Regions from separate parts of the Mus musculus genome. Here region 1 is linked to region 2. The links are chromatin contacts, called in public ChIA-PET maps. All regions are on one chromosome and are shown on one strand. The core of a region is the stretch at or near the end of the contact, and the rest is flanking DNA. Distances in the headings are between cores, read along the strand shown. Region 1 holds the start of Txndc15 (thioredoxin domain containing 15). Region 2 holds the start of Hk3 (hexokinase 3).

Region 1 (2,700 bases), core at 63-2,562, 690 kb before region 2:
CGACTGCCTCTGCCTCCCAAATGCTGGGATTAAAGGTGTGCACCACCACTGCCCCACTTACATCTTCATTTTAAAGGCTAGTGATTAAATAGATTGAAAATTTCAATTTTTGGCTGTGAGATCTGACAGACACTGGCTTCCATCTCAGGCCCTCATCTATGGCTGCATAATATTGAAAGAGGATTTAGGTCCTGAGTCTCAGTTCCAGGTTGGGCATCCCTAAATGGAAACAGCCCTAGGCAGGCAGGAGGATTGGGGGGAGGGGGGGTCGGTCTGAGCTGTCTCAAAACAAAGGACAATAGCAACAAAAAATGTTTGATGTAAATCAGGCAGTGGTGGAATTTAATCCCAGCACTCGGGAGGCAGAGACAAGCAGATCTCTTGATCTCTGGCCTACAGAGTAATTTCTAGGACAGCCAGGTTCCAGAGAGAAACATTGTCTCAAAAAAATACTAACTAATCAACTAAAAATAAATAAATGAATCCAAAAGAAAAGAAAGAAAGAAATGGTCTTTTAATAGGAGTGGATAAAAGAGCCATGAACTAAGAAGGCCTCTCTCTGCTCCCCACTCTAGCACAGAGTGGCTCCTTTACCCACTTAAAGGGGTCCCCACATAAACACGGGCCCCAGGAATCTGATGTTGGTTTTTGGTGTTTTCTTCAGACAGATCCCAACTAATCTAGAGTGGCCACTTTCAAACAGTGGCCCAGCAAGAGCGAACTCCAGCGTGAACTTTGAAGTCGGAGAGACCTCAGGCTCTGATATTACTACTAAGTGCGAACAGGCAAATAGCTTATTCCCTCCGAGCCTCCTCGTCTCCAGCCTGTGAAATGAAGGTATTAACGGAAGCAGTCTCCCGCGGCGGCTGGAAGGACTGGAGGAGATCTGAGCTCTGGGATTCTAATCAGGACACAACAAAAGTCAGGTGTCTGCGTTTGACGGCTGATCATAAAGTGCGCATCGCAGAGGGTATCGGGCCAGGCCCGCCGAGGGGCCTGGGCAGGCTCGGCCTCCGCCGCCCAGCACCCCCACCGCCACGCACCGTCCCGCACCGCCCGCGGGTGGCAGCGCGTCGCCCCACGCAGCCGCCTTCGCCGGACCCCGATCCGCACTCACCCTCCAGGCCGTGGGCCGGAAGGCCCAGCACCCACAGCAGGACTTGCCACCAGCAGAGGAGTTGCATGGCGCGCGACAGGGAGCCGCGGCGACAGCCACCGCGGTGGAAGAAAATCGGCGCACCGGCAACCGGAGTCGCACCCCCCGCCCCAGGGAGACTACGGGGAGGAGAGCCCAGAGCGCAGGCGTGGCCGCGGGCCGCCATCTTGACTCCTGGCCGACGCTGCAGACGCCATCTTGGAGTCGGGCGGTCGGCCTCTAGCCAGGCCTGTGCGACCTGTACTGGAAGCCGCTTTTGGGGAACAAGTATCAAAGTAGGATTCGAGCAGCCATCAATAGCCATTCCCATGAGAACTCCTCGCTGCTTGCGACACGTACTGAACCTGTGTGCGGAGTTAATACCTTTCATTTCAAGAGACAAAAAGGCCAAGAAACTTGTGCACAATGGAGGAGGGACAGAACCTTGGGAAATCACAGATAGTCTGATGTATTACTTCAGCATGTTGCACTAGCTTGTGTTGCCAGACAGAGGATAGATCCAGTTAAATTTGAACTTCGCGGGCTGGTGAGATGGCTCAGTGGGTAAGAGCACCCGACTGCTCTTCCGAAGGTCCGAAGACTGAAGTTTTAAAAAAAAAAAAAAAATTTGAACTTCGCATAACTGCTGTATGTGTGTATGTAACTGTCTATCCTATAATTTGCTACTTCTGGCAAATTGGTTGGTTGGTTTTAACACTGGGACTCCTAAGATAATGACACTTAGGGGGGCTGGAGAGATGGCTCAGCAGTTAAGAGCAATGACTGCTCTTCAAGAGGTCCTGAATTCAAATCCCAGCAACCACATGGTGGCTCACAACCATCCATAATGAGATCTGATGCCCTCTTCTGGCAGGAGAATTACTGTGGGTTCCAAGCCAGTCTGGGCTACATCATGAATTCCAGAACTGGCCTGGGCTTCAGAATGAGACCTTGTCTCAAAAATGAGAGGTGGGAAAAGGAAGGAGAAAAGAGTGGAGGGGAAGGGAGTTGAAGAGATGAGAGCAGAAAGGGGGAGGGGAGAGGGGAAGATAACTTTGAGATTAAGAGTACATACTGCTCTCGAAGAAGGCCAAGGGTTATGAACCAAAGGTCTTGGCAATCTGAGTCAAGACGCTGTAATACTTAGTAACTTAGTAGCTGGGTACTAGTCCACTGTCACTCAAACTCCAAAGCATGTGCCTCTAACCTGAGTACTTAAGTCCTGTAAGTGTCTGGCATTTAAAGCTCAGAGCCTGAGCCTGGAGGAGTGACTCACTCATTAAGAACACAGGACCAGGGTTTGATCTCCAGCACCCACATGGCAGCTCACAGCCTTCTTCACCTCCAGCTCCTAGGATCCAGTACTGCCTCCATCAGTACCATACTGTGCACACATATATACAAGCAAGCAAAGCACCCAGAAACATAAAATGTAAATAATTTTTATTTAAATAAAAAATTTTAATAAAAGTTTAATTTTTACTACAATCTTGACAAAATGGGAAATTACGGTCATCTGAGGAGGGAACCTCAACTGAGAAAATGCCTCCATATGGTGGGGCTGT
Region 2 (2,700 bases), core at 172-2,671:
TAAATGGAGTTAAGGCACTGGAGCCTCAGACTAAGCATGGTGCTGTGTTGTAGAGCACGGTCAGTTTGCCTTCCCCTACATCATTCTTGACTTCTCTGTCTCTCAAAGCTTGTATGTCTGCTTGGTATCCAGGAAACTGCAGGTAGGGCTGTATTTGCCGTGTTTATAGGTCAGATCACATCAAAGCTGCTACAGGAGCCACCTCTGCTCGCCTGTGTCCTGTGGAGGCCTTCACTAACTGAATAATAGCATGACTGCTAAATAGCAGTCTTGTGCCCACCAATTTGCCTGAGTTCTAACAGGCACTTAGAAGCTGCTTTTGTTAGGCATTGTGTCTGACTACAGCTTGCTCTGCATGGACATGCTAATTACTCAGGGAGTGCCTGTCTCTCTGACCCATCTCTTCCTTCAAGGCTGAAGGCACAAAGTTAGGTCACGTCCTAAACCTCAGTCATTTTGTATTCTGGGACCAGCAAAGTCTCGCAGGATAGCACTTTCCTCTCAAATGACAAGTGTGGTATCCAGACTGGCCTCCTTTGGATGACAGAAGAGCTTGTCAGACTACCTTGCAGGATAAGAGCTGAGAGTGAGGGGGTGGAAGCACACCTGGATCAATACTGCTAACTTATGTGTATCTCTTGACTCTGCCCCACTCCTTCACTGTTTGAGCATAAAGCTCTTCTAAGTACCCTGCAGAGAGTCCTGGAGGTCACTGGACCCCTTTATCTGTCCCTCTTCCAAACACACACTGCTTTTCATTATTATTCATTTCTTTAGTTGATATATTGGGGGTAGCTGAACACACACACACACACACACACACACACACACACACACACACACATGCTTAGTTCCCCAAGACTGTATTTCAGGAAAACAGTTAAGTGGAAAAGCAGTGTAGTGGCCAGTAGAGTAGCTCCACAGAAGCTTAAGAACTCTATCTTCCACAAGAGAAGACCCCCAGGCAAACCTCTTGCCCCATCTTGCCTTACGGACTCTTTAGACTTCTCGGCCTGGCAGTTACTTCTTCCGCCATGTATCTCAACTACGGGCATTCTCATTAGGTCCTGAGAGCTATACCTGATTCTATCACACACACACACACACACACACACACGCACGCACGACTCTTGACTGCATACATGCTCTCTTCTTTGTGAAAGGACTTCACCAACTTGCCCTGCCCACTCTCCTGCAGTCATGATGGCCCTTCCTCTTAGGCTCCTACATTGCTTCTTACACAGTTCTGCTTACTACATTTTGACACGTTGCCTAGTTCAACCACAAATTTCTAGGCTGGTCTCCGCTTCTTTCCAAGGAACTTGGCACTTGAAAACTTTGTGTATAACACGAACAGCGCTCCTAGCGCTGCTGAGAGAATATTTTGGAGTTCTTAACCTCGTTGGGCCTTCAACTTCCTGTGGTCATCTGGCTTGTTTGTACCATGGCCCTGCCCATTCTGGGCTCCGTTGAGAGCAGATTTGTAGGGAAGTGCCCTTTCCTGAATTAGCAGATTTCGGTTAAGTGGCTACAGAGGAAGGTGGAGCTTGGGGAGCTGACCCAGAGTTTTCACTTTTGAGTTTAGTCCAGTATCACTGTGGTCATATTTGGGAGAAGAGCTGAGCCCCCGAGGAAGGTGATCAACTTCTGAATCTCCCAGGTAAGCACTTCCTCTAATTCCTGCAGGCCTCGTCTCAAGCCCTCGGCTTATCCTATGGCTAATGGAGGTTAGCAAGACTGTGCTATGAGTTCTCACTGGTGACGGTGGTGCCCAGCCTCAGGACCGGTCTCTAGAATACCATTCAAAAGCAGCACTTTGGAACCATGTCTGATTCAGATGAGAAAAGTCAAGAAGCTCTTAATTCAAACATGTGTAGACTTTCGACTTGTTTCTGGTGACAGTGGAATGGAGACATGCCCCTCACTGGAAGAAGAGAGAGGTCCAAATGTATGAACCTAGAGTTTAAATCCTAGGGTTCCTTGCAGGAAACCTCATCGTCTGGCACGTGCGGAGTAAATGTTGAGTGTGCGAGCAGGTAAGTATGTGAATGATTGTGTTAGCTGGGCCTTGAACGAAGATAGTTGCGTCAGTTACCTTATTTTATCCTTTAACAGACTACTGGAATGTATGTTCTCTTCTGACAGATTGGAAACTAAGTGGTGATACACACACACACACACACACACACACACACACACACACATATAATTTAGGGGAGAGTTGTCAGAAACAAATTTCTTGCTTTACCAAATCTACTGCCTCCTTTTGAGACAGGGTCTCACTATGTGGCCCAGGTTGTCCTCAAACTCCTGATACTCCTGCCTCAGTCAACCAAGTGCTATGTTTACAGGCACGAGCACCAGGTCTAAATTTGCCCAACCCTGTCCCGGAATTGAAGTGCAGAGGTGACTCAGACATCACAAGGTTATGAGGCTAGCCCTTCAGAAATGGGGACCAACTTAAGTGAAAACTAAAAAGCAGATGACAGGGAGTCAGCATGTGTGGAGTTCAGAAGCTCAAGGAGTAGCAAGAGGAAGCTTGGGGTGAGGGCAAATGAGGATCCTGCAGTAGTACCACAGAGTTTGGCTCCATCTGTGGGAGGAGCCATGACAGCGTGAGCCGGGCTAGATTCAACCTGCGGAAGCAGAAATATCAGGAGACTCCTGGAATAGTCAGTAGTTGTGGGGACAAGAAAGAGA

What was found. ChIA-PET counts read pairs in DNA pulled down with a chosen protein or histone mark.
Region 1: a contact with region 2 is called in an RNA polymerase II ChIA-PET map of memory CD8 T cells, with 8 read pairs. The contact joins the promoter of Txndc15 here to the promoter of Hk3 in region 2. A contact is called at or near these places in 1 of 39 promoter capture datasets (neutrophils), 1 of 115 datasets of contacts at active chromatin or transcription factors (memory CD8 T cells) and 1 of 9 other capture datasets (liver).

The regions. Positions count from the first base shown.
Region 1 is chr13:55,713,262-55,715,961 of GRCm38.p6, reverse strand. It overlaps Txndc15 (thioredoxin domain containing 15), which reads right to left and starts at 1,312. Exons shown (of 5, transcript NM_175150.3): 1 at 1,118-1,312. The coding sequence starts at 1,184.
Region 2 is chr13:55,020,106-55,022,805 of GRCm38.p6, reverse strand. It overlaps Hk3 (hexokinase 3), which reads left to right and starts at 1,421. Exons shown (of 19, transcript NM_001033245.4): 1 at 1,421-1,660.